Linked DNA regions of Sus scrofa: region 1 is linked to region 2. The links are chromatin contacts, called in public HiChIP or PLAC-seq maps. All regions are on one chromosome and are shown on one strand. Each heading gives the region's core, a stretch centred on a gene start, on an enhancer-like site or on the middle of the called end of the contact. The rest is flanking DNA. Distances are from core to core; before and after follow the strand shown.

Evidence for each region. HiChIP or PLAC-seq counts read pairs in DNA pulled down with a chosen protein or histone mark.
Region 1: a contact with region 2 is called in an H3K27ac HiChIP or PLAC-seq map of skeletal muscle. The contact joins two enhancer-like sites. A contact is called at or near these places in 4 of 47 Hi-C or Micro-C datasets (fetal liver, fetal skeletal muscle, mesenchymal stem cells and 1 more) and 1 of 2 datasets of contacts at active chromatin or transcription factors (skeletal muscle).

The regions. Positions count from the first base shown.
Region 1 is chr16:38,538,941-38,544,377 of Sscrofa11.1, reverse strand. All of the region lies in intron 5 of PDE4D (cAMP-specific 3',5'-cyclic phosphodiesterase 4D), which reads left to right. Among named protein-coding and RNA genes, the nearest start is that of MIR582, 39 kb to the left of the region's middle. Within about 2 kb of position 3,512, at least 2 of the 83 cell types and tissues checked have an H3K27ac peak or open chromatin away from gene starts, as enhancers often do. A contact at or near this core is called in skeletal muscle, where this site is marked.
Region 2 is chr16:38,399,219-38,404,483 of Sscrofa11.1, reverse strand. The region is part of intron 5 of PDE4D (cAMP-specific 3',5'-cyclic phosphodiesterase 4D); the gene reads left to right. Among named protein-coding and RNA genes, the nearest start is that of MIR582, 180 kb to the left of the region's middle. Within about 2 kb of position 3,868, at least 5 of the 83 cell types and tissues checked have an H3K27ac peak or open chromatin away from gene starts, as enhancers often do. A contact at or near this core is called in skeletal muscle, where this site is marked.

The sequences.
Region 1 (5,437 bases), core at 2,263-4,762, 140 kb before region 2:
TCTTTTTTGGTAACAGCAAGCCATGCTATGCATTCCTATGAATAAAATGCACAGTAACTGCATCCAAATACAGTGACTGAGCTGTGTGACTCCTCTTTGGAATATTTTTTAAAAAATCTGTTTAGGTAGAGACCCTTTATTGCTTGTTGAAAAATTCCAAAAGATTTAGGACTATGTGTAGTAAATTACAAATAACTGCATAGAATTCTTGAAGGATTCCTATGTTTTTTTCTAAAATAGTGTTTTTTAAAGCTTTTGTTGTTGTTACTGTTGTTTTTAGGGAAAGGCCCATTAACGAATCCAGCAAATACTGGGAGAATTAGTCTTTTTGGCATTTGTGGTAAATTAGGTCACTTCAGATCATCTGCACAGTAAATTTTGCTGCAATAATTGTGTGCATCTGTACATAGGCAGTATGTAAACTGTCCAGTCACAGGACTTTGCTGGAGGGCCTGAGGAGGAATTCTTTTGAATGTAATGTTGTTATCGTCTTTTTCCTTACCTGTATTGGGTTTCTTTGGGATAGAAATTTTATGTTGGGAAAAATACAAGATTTAGTGACCTGAGGCAGAAAAAGTTTATTTACAAGAAATTCAGATAATCCTCCATTAACTTGGAGTTCTATTTGGAATGTCAGCCCCAGATCAGTCCTTGGAACATTGTAATGTTACTCTAGCAACTGAAGGGGGACATAAAGCAAAGAAGTCTGTCCATTAGCATTGATTCCCAAGGTAGTGGTTACTTTGTTTGCCATAATACCTGGGGATAGCTCAAGGCACAGACTCAAGTTTCTGCTATGGAAAATTTACTCTTATCACCCTAGGAAGACTCTGGAGAGACAACCACTTGATATTCCTTTGGCAATGTTTCAAGTTTATGTGTATGGTGTATTAAGTCCACTTTTAGGGAAGCATGTAGCTATAGAGAAGCAAGAAGTCATGATAATGAAAAGAATAGTTATCTTATATTGGTGATTAGCTATAGACTCCACAGACATGTTTTAGCAATATACTTTTTGGAGATAGGATGGCATTCCAAAAAATTCTATCCTTAGGAAATTGGCAGTATCTAAAGATAATGAGGGAAATATGCTCATCTTAGTCTAATGTATAGAACTTTCTTTGCCATTTAAAAAATTAGTTTCTCTTGTGTGTAAATAGGTTAGCTTTCATCAAGAATAAAATGTTGTTATTGACATCAGAACTTTCATTGACTCTACAAATTCCTTGTCAACATTATGACTGTTCCTAAGATGCATCCAAATGAAAGAAATGCTTTCAAAACTAGGCAAACCTTGGTTACTTTGGTTTCAATTTTCAAACAAAGTATAAATCTTTATTTTTTATATACTGTTTATATTTTGTATGTTTTTTCCTGCCCTTAAATATTGATTTCTCAGAACTGGGTACTGAACCCAATGTATCAAACTCCAAAATAGAAAACAGATAAAACTGAACCATTATGGTTGAGTTAGGACAGGGATGAGTCTCAAGGTTCACTATTCACAGGTCTTCTTCCACCTTATCCCTCTCTGCTACATTTTCACTCAAACTTTTTATCAAAAGATCTTTGTTTTTAATTCCCAGGTCTGTGGCATCCATTTGATAAGTTTCTCCTTGAGTCTGAGCTCCATCAAACCATATAACCAATGCCCTAGACTCATTTTCCTCATCCCTCTCTCTTTTCACATTTAGTCAATCATTGCTATTTCCTTATCGCAAGAATAGGCAGGTATCTCTCTTTTCTCCCCTATTCTTGTGTCTTAATTCAGGCCATCAGTTTTTTGTTTTTTTTGTTTGTTTGTTTGCTTTTTGCACTATTTTCCTATGGACCTCTCTGATTTTATGCTTCTGATTCATTTGTTAATATTTTCTAAACTTTTTGACCTTATATATCATAAGCAAAGGAAAAAAAAAGATTGACTATGAACTCCTAATATGTTTATTTAGGTAGCCGTGAATTTATATGTTTTATATATATACACACACACACTGATATGTAAAGTTAAAACCACACATACCGAATTATTTAAGATTTAAACATGCGCATGGACACACACACACTTTTATATTTCTTCTTATACCCTATGTATGGATGGCTTGACGGTGCTCTAGCATGTGCATACCCCACTTTGGAGACTCTGGCTCTATGTCTGATAGAGAATCTTTCTGAAACCAAACCTCATACTTAAAGTCCTTCAATAGACCTCACTGATTGGTAGATAAAAATCTAAATTCTTAACTCAGAAGACAAGGCTGTTCGTGAACCAACTGTTGACTGCTTCTCAAATCTAAACTAAAATAATACCTCTGTGGAGTTCCTGTTGTGGCTCAGCAGAAACAAATCTGACTGGCATCCATGAGGATGTGGGTTTGATCCCTGGCCTAGCTCAGCGGGTTAAGGATCTGGCATTGCTGTGAGCTGTGGCATAGGTCACAGAAGTGGCTCAGATCCTGCATTGCTGTGGCTGTGGTGTACCTCCATATATTGCAGGTGTGGCCCTAAAAAAGACAAAATAAATAAATAAATAATAAAATAATAATAAAATAATACCTCTAAAATCTCTTATTAAACAATTTATACTTGATAAAATATTAAATAATTTGAACTTGTCCAAATAAATGTGTTAATACATTGCTTCTTTGAACAGGCACAGACTTAGCTGGGTTGTTTCGACTAGGACATTACAGCAAGACTATGTGGCATGAAATATCTACATGATTCTCACCACAAAAATGTCAATAAACAAAGATTATTAAATTTTTGGAGGGTATTGAAGAATAAAATGCATATGTGGGGTCCTGTAGCCTTTATACATGTCAGTCCTTGGGAAATTAGGGAGTGAGAGAAACAGAATAAAATGTATTAGCATCAGAATTTTCATCAGCTCTACAAATTTCTTGTCAACATAATGAGTTTCTAAAGTACATTGGAATGAAAGAAATGCCCCCCCCCCTTTTTAAGAAAATGCTTATAAAAACAGCTGAACATTTGTTACTTTGGCTCCAATTTTAAAACAAAATTCTACATCTTTTTGTTTGTTTGTTTTGAAATATAGTTGATTTACAGTGTTTCAGATATACAGCCAGGAGATTTAGCTACATGTATTTATGTATCTTTTTCAGATCCTCTTCCACTATAGGTTATTATAAGATATTGAATGTAGTTCTCTGTGCTATAGAGCAGGTTCTTGATGGTTATCTGTTTTATCTATAGTACTGTGTATCTGTTAATCCCAAATTCCTAAATTTTCCCTCCCCTCCTTACCCTTTGGTAACCATAGTTTGTTTTCTATGTCTTCGAATCAATTTCTATTTTGTAAATAAGTTCATGTATATCATTTTTTAGATTCCTCATTTAAGTGATATATGATATTTGTTTTTGTCTATCTGACGTACTTCCTTTGGTGAAAATAGGAGATATTTCCTATGTATGTATTGAGATGAGATAAGCTTAAGAAAAAGAGCAGAGCTGAATGTTATGTTATCCTGCTAACCTTTGTCAGGCCTTTCTGCCTTGGTGTGGTTCAAATTTCTGCTGTATATTTTGATACTTTCCATCTCCATAGCAGTTGCCCAGGAATATGTTGCCAGAAATGACACTGAAAATGCAATTAATTTATAAATAGATCCTCCTGTGTCATAGAAGCCATTATTTAGGAAATTATATGAGGTATTGTGGGAGATTGAACATATGATAGAATAGGTCATTTGCTCAGAAAAATATAAATAGATAGAAATATCAAAATATAACCAAGGAAACATCAGGCAGATGAAATTAAATGATTGTTCAATATTTCTTTCATATGGCAAAGAGATTTAAAATTGAATTTCTAAATAAGCAAATGGGTAATTTCTAAATCTCATACTCCATGTAATTGTTTAAAAAATATATAACTTTTTTTTCTAGAAGTGTTAGAGAAACAAAAAGCAAAGTTTTATAGGAATCATTGACTCATTTATTAAAGAAATAAATATTTTAAGCCTAGAGCATATTAGACCAGGGTTAACATTTTCCCACTTTATATTTAATCTTTGGTGAAGAATCCTAGATGTCTGTTTGTACATACATTACCTTATTCATAAAAGAAGGGGTAGAATGAGAAATGTCTGCAGTATGTAAATTGTTTTGAAAGGGAGACAATTGAATAATAAAGAGCAGAAGTAAAAGTTATCTTTCTGGAAGCTAGGGATTTCTCTCACTCTTCTCTGCCTGCTTTCCACTGTTTGACCTATGAAATATTATAAAATTAAAATATAAAACAATGAGTGTCTAATTGTTCAAGTTCCTTTCATTGAGGGTGACTTGCCTGGGTTCTTAGATGCAATTGAGAGGGTACATGTGGTTTCCTTAAATAGTGCCTTTCTTTCTTTTGAGTTTATAAAAGTGTTTTAGGAATAGCAAACTAACAGTGCAACAGTAGTGTTTAGTTCTCCTAATTTGTCATTTTTACCCTTTTTCAGAGTAAACTCTATGAGTAATGTGATCATATGCATGGGAAACTGAAATTAAAGTGTTCAAACTGTTGTGACAAACAACAGATATTCAGGGTCAGTGCAAGTAAAGCTACAGATAATCACTCCATCTGCTCCATTGTTGGCAAGAATGAGGCCCAGATGTTGCAGTGTACCTTTTCTTTCTCCTAGACCTTGGTCATTGACAAATTAGATTTACAAAGAGAAATCTAGATTGCTCAGGCTTTCCCCTGAGATCATGTAAAAGAGTTCCTCTCCATCTAAAGTATTTTCTTATTTTCCTGCTGATCCCATAGTTTGGGCTAGTAGATCCATTAGAAGAAAGTGGAGGGAGGCCTCAATGAAACCTTCCACAGGGCACAGGTGGTTGGACCTATGATCACTGAACTGATGCTGCTGCTAGTCTCCAGGCCACCAAGCCAGCCCCAATGGACTTTCCACCTAATACTTAAAAAAAAATAGATTTAGTGGGGAGAAACAGGCCCCTTATGCTATTTTCTTTGTCTTTCTTAACAGATAAATAATTGCACTGCAGTCAGCTTTTCTGTAGTGACAAGCAGCCCCAATCTCAGTGTCTTAAAATTCCAAACTTGCATTTCTTGCTTAAATTACACATAGGTGCTGCTCATCTGCAGCTCTGCTCTGCATGCCTTCTTGTTCTAGAATTTGGGCTGAAAGGAACAATCCCTACATGACGTGTGCTGCTCTTACAGTAGAGGGAGAAGTGCAAGAGGAAACTTAAGATGCTTGTTAGAGTTCTTGCTCTGAAACGACTCTCACTTCCATTCATTTTCCATTGACCCAAGCAAGTTTATGATCAGGTACACAATGAGGTGAAGCAATATATTCCCTCTACAAGAAGGTCTAGAAATTCACTTGGCAAATCTAGACAAAGCAGTGAATTGTTACAAGAAATAATGCAACCCAGTACAGTATAATATAGTGGGTAAATGCCTACCCCA
Region 2 (5,265 bases), core at 2,619-5,118:
GAGATTCTCAGTAGCTAATGTTACTCAGTATGCATTTGTTTTTTTCTGGCACGTGTTTTGCATTCTTAAATGCCTCACTTAATTAAGCTTTATTAGATGACCAACTCCTATTTTCCAGAATCTTCTGTTCCTCTTCATAGTTTGGCTTGAAATATAAATACATAATACTTTTGACTTTGCATGGTGACTGATGGTTCACCAATAAAAAAGAGTGAGTTGAGGGCTTAAGGTTGCAGATATAAAAGAAGGATGCTTAGGAAATGCCTTTCAGTGAATAAAATTCTAACCTTTATTAGCAAAATAGGAGATTTAAATGAATCTCCAAAAAAAGTGCATCAAAAAAGGCTGTAATTGGTTTATCCTTTTCATTTTCCAGCCCATGCTGATTGTATGTTAGCTAAGTATCTTGCATTTGCTTTTAAGACACATCAGAAGTAGTTGACTGGGAAATGGGTGACTCAATCAAATTAGAGACAAACCCACTGCTACAGTGATTCTTGTTAATTAAATGTCCATGACAGGAGAATCAAAACAAAAGGAATTGTATATAATTTAGAAACAAGGGGAGTTCCCTTCGTGGGTTAGCAGTAATGAACCCAACTAATATCCATGAGGACGGGGGTTCAACATCTGGCCTCGCTCAGTGGGTTAAGGATCCGGTGTTGCTGTGAGCTGTGGTGTAGGTCACAGACACAGCTCAGATTTGGCGTGTTGCTATGACTGTGCTGTAGGCCAGCAGCTATAGCTCCAATTAGACTGCTGTCATGGGAACTTCCATATGCTGATGCAGCTCTAAAAAAGACAAAACAAAACAAAGAAACAAGTCCATAATATTTTTTTCACTGGAGACACTTTAACTCCTTATACATGTAACCTTTTTTTTTTTTTTTGGTCATTTTAGGGCTGCACTTGCGGCCTATGGAGGTTCCCAGGCTAGAGGTCCAATTGGACCTGTAGCCGCCGGCCTACACAAGAGCCATAGCAATGTGGGATCCGAGCAGCGTCTGCAACCTACACCACAGCTCACAGCAACACCGAGCAAGGCCCACTGATCGAGGCCAGTGATCGAACCCACATCCTCATGGATGCTGGTTAGGTTTGTTAACCATTGAGACATGATGGGAGCTCCTGCATGTAACATTTTTGAAGGAGTAAAGATTCTACTTTGTAAAGAAAATTTGAAAATTTGAAGTTAATTTCATTTAAATTAAGTACACCAAGTCTCATCCAATCTCATCTCTCTCAAACATCAGAAGGATAACTTTCAAGTAAACTTTTTCTTTACTTGCTATAATATACTTTTCTTTGGTGATTGAAAAAATGCAAACTTTGTGAACATATTGCCAGAAAATTGATGCCATTTTTGTTATTTCAAAAGCTTCACTGGATTAAAAACAAGCATGTTATAAAAACTATGGTTTAGTACTATCCAGTGTTTATAAATTGATGCATTTGTTTAATTACATTTTATTTATTTGCAAACTTACATACCTGCTTATAATCAGAGAGTAGAGGACAAATGTATTAACACACTTGTGCGTGCACACACACACTCCCAAATTATTCAGTGGTTATATACCTTCGCATATTCACATTTTTGTGTTCCTTATTTTTTCCTATAAGATTTTGTTTTGACATAAAAAGGCATATACTTTTGTAAATTAAAAATTTCCCCAAAGCTTTCTTTGTGATAGTGAAAAATGGAAATAAATACAATATCTATCAATAAGGGAATGAGTCCATAAACCAAAAAGGACACATAAACAAAAGTAGGCAATGGGAAAAGATTCTTGTGGCCATTTTCAAGGCTGATCGACATGCAGGTTTCCTGTGAGGTTGAATAGCGAGATAAGCTAATTTCCTGCAGGAGCAATGTGATAAATAACAACATATAAGTTCTTTGCTTTCCCTAGCTTTACCTAAAATGAAAGCGGAGAGAAAAAGTGTCTTACAGAACATAGCACTTCTTTTTTTTTTTTTCTATTTTTTAAAATTTTATTGGAATATAGTTGACTTACAAAGTTGTGTTAATTTCAGGCATACAGCAAAGTAAATCAGTTATATATATACATATATACATTCCTTTTCAGATTCTTGTCCCATATAAGTTATTACATAGTATAAATTAAGAAAAAAGTAAATTCTCAGTTTTAATTTTCTTCCCTCAAACCTCCAAGAGAATGGTCAATGGTGACCGGTGTATATCAGTCTCTGCCTCCCCTGCCTGGTCCCTTCCCTGTCATCGATGCCAAGAACCAGAGAGCGATGTGCAGGCTTCAGAGAAATTCGCTGTGATATTGACAGTGGTGGTAATTTCTCCTCATTGCCCCATTGTGGTTTGTGTATCTGGCTGCAGTACATCCTTTTTCAAAGCTGTGTAGTCGGTTTCCGTGGGACTGTTTGTCCTGTGACGTTACTGGAGCTCGTTTATCTGGAGATGAGCACGCAGTGGCCTCAGGAAACACAGCCGGCTTCACTGGGCGACGCATGGCACAGGAAGCAATGGGGAGGGGGAACATTTTTCTCTCTGTCTATTTTTCATAATGCTTAAAAATGAAAGTGTTTATAATTGCAAGGTTTGTTTTTGATGAAGGGAAGTGTTTTGCTTGTTTTTCAGTTTTACTAAGCAGCTTATCAAAGTTAGTAAGCAGTTTTCTTAGGGACAGTCCTTTTCCCATTCTTCTGTCTTATTCACTAATGTGGACGATCCTCTATGATCATAAAATGACTGAGGTCTTCTAAGAGAGAAAGTGGTGCAGAATAAGGCATACCATCTAATTCTGTAAGAAACCTCAAGCAACGAATTAACTCCAGGACAGATAGGGAGCAGAAATGGTACCAGAAATGGTATCAGAAACCCCGGTGTGTGAAATTCAAATGGAAACAGGCAGAAAACTCTATTTGGAGTTCATTTTTTATACTTATCCTAGGAATATTTTCATGGTTCAAAACCGATATTTGCTAACTACCTAAATACATGTTAGACTATCTATAAACATTCACAAAATATGTCTATAATCATCAGGTACGCACTGTAGTATGGGTTTTATTAGAGTTTTACGTAGACCACAAGTTTTGTGCTTTTGCAGGTACACTTTGATTTATATCTTCTCTGTGAGAAGAAATGAGGGGGATGTGTGTGTGTGAAATGTATAGATAAGAGAAAAGGAAAAAGAAGTGAGACAGAGAGAGCCTCTGCCTGTGGTATTGGTTGGCACCAGTTTCAAAAGCCAACTACCCCAATTTAGAGAATTTTCATGTAGGACTAATTAAATTACAAGCTAATTGGGCAGGATCGGTGTTAAGCCTACTGACGGAGCTTCATAAATATTCATATTAATGCTGATAGAAGATGTTCTGTTCCCAAATTTCTAAACCACGTGCCTTGCGAATGTTGGAAAGTCAGTGTTGTTCTGCTCCTGACCTTTTCTGTCCCTTTTAAGGATAATTCTTTCTCGGGTTAACTGACATATAGACCCGCAGCAATACAGCCCCTCTGTAAATTGAGGAATTTTTTCTGTGTGCAGTGCTCTGAAAATGGCAGGCTTTTCAGAATCACAGCCTCTAGACTGTTCATGGCAAACTACGTAAGCAACTTGCCTCTATCACAAGATTCCTTGCCTGCAATTTACACTTTACTAAGAGCACATGTTAAAAATTGTTGGCAATTCCTCTAGCCTTTTTGGAAACAAAATGGTCTTCTCAAAGTATAGCTTTGGTGCATTAAGTGTTACTCTGGCTTAAATTAGTTAATGTGCAGATTAAAAATCGGACACATACCCGGAAGTAACTCAGGACTGGGGAATCACCGTCTTGCTCCTTGATTGCCCTTTGTGTAAAACAGTGTAGTAAAGCTGTTTGTGTGTGGCTAGCAACTGTATCTAAGCCTTGGGTTTATAGGAAAATAAAGTGCACTCCAGTTCCATGAGCACACATATGAGTATTGACCTTGATTCATAGTATTTGCTTCAAACCATACTCCAAATAAACAGCCTTTTAAAATTTAATTTCTCCCACATTTCTATATGGTTATTCTTAGTTCAAAAACAAATATTTAAATGCTAGCCACTCAAGCATATGCCAAGTAAATTTCATTTTTTCCCCCTACAGGGCTGGATTGATTCTCAGATACATGTTACATGAGCTTTATTTTGGTTAACTTGTTTCTTTTTATAAAAACTTGTTTATTAAATTTATAAATGTGGGAGACTATACACTGTTCTATAATCCCATCCTGAGTTTCAGTCTCAGCGAAAACTTTTTTCTCTTTGTTCAGCATTCTTTTTAGTGTGTTGGAGTGACAGCTGCACCTTATCTGAAATATCAATTAATATAAAAACCTTTTACATTCTCAATAAACAATCACTTACCATCTTCATATCTTCATATTCGTCAGTAGTCAACATTCAGACTTTAGTGGTTGACAAATATATAAGTGCTTACTATAGACCGTGTCCTTTTCTCCCTTCTGGAGAAGAAGGGATAGAATTATAAGTGCATCAAATATTATAGCGGAGAGGTAGGAGGGGTGCCTTAGGATCAATAAGAGGAGATATAAATGTAATAGTAGAGGTGGGTGGGGAAGAGGTGGGGGATGGTGTTAGGACAGGTAACTTTTCTAGAATTTACCTGGAAGTTGTGGCATGTGGGGTTCAGGGGTGGGAAAAAGTGGAGAAATGAGATAGAGTCAGATAGTACAAGATTTGCTATTAACTCAAGGACAGTTGCCTTTTTTTTTCTTCTTCTTCTTTCTGGCTGTGGTGTGCAGCAGCTTGATGTGGGATCTGAGTTCCCAGACCAGGGATTCAATCTGGGCTAGAGTGGTAAAAACTCAGTCTTAATCACTAGACCACCAGAGAACTCCCCTCCGGGAGAGTTTAGAACCCACTGTGGTTGGCTGGTGAAGGATGGAGCACAGAAGGGCATGTGATGATGTGCAAGGCTGGTTAAGAAGTCATGTCTGTAGTGAAGGCAAAGGGTGGGGATGACCTGGATTAGGAAACAAAAACCATTCTGTCTTTTACCTGTGAAATAATTCTTGGCCTTGTCTCCCCTCCATGCCAGGTTCAGATTCCCCATTATACGGCAAGAGATTAGACAGACAGTCGTGCTTCTCTTTCTATTTTATTGTAACTTGATTGTTCTCTGCAAGATGGGCCACATCTCTCAGATACCATGTCAGGAATGTATTTATGTAAAGTCAGGACACCTGCTCCTTCTAGCCATCTTTTCTCTGGTCCTGGTTCTCAGGCCTCAGGTCCTCTC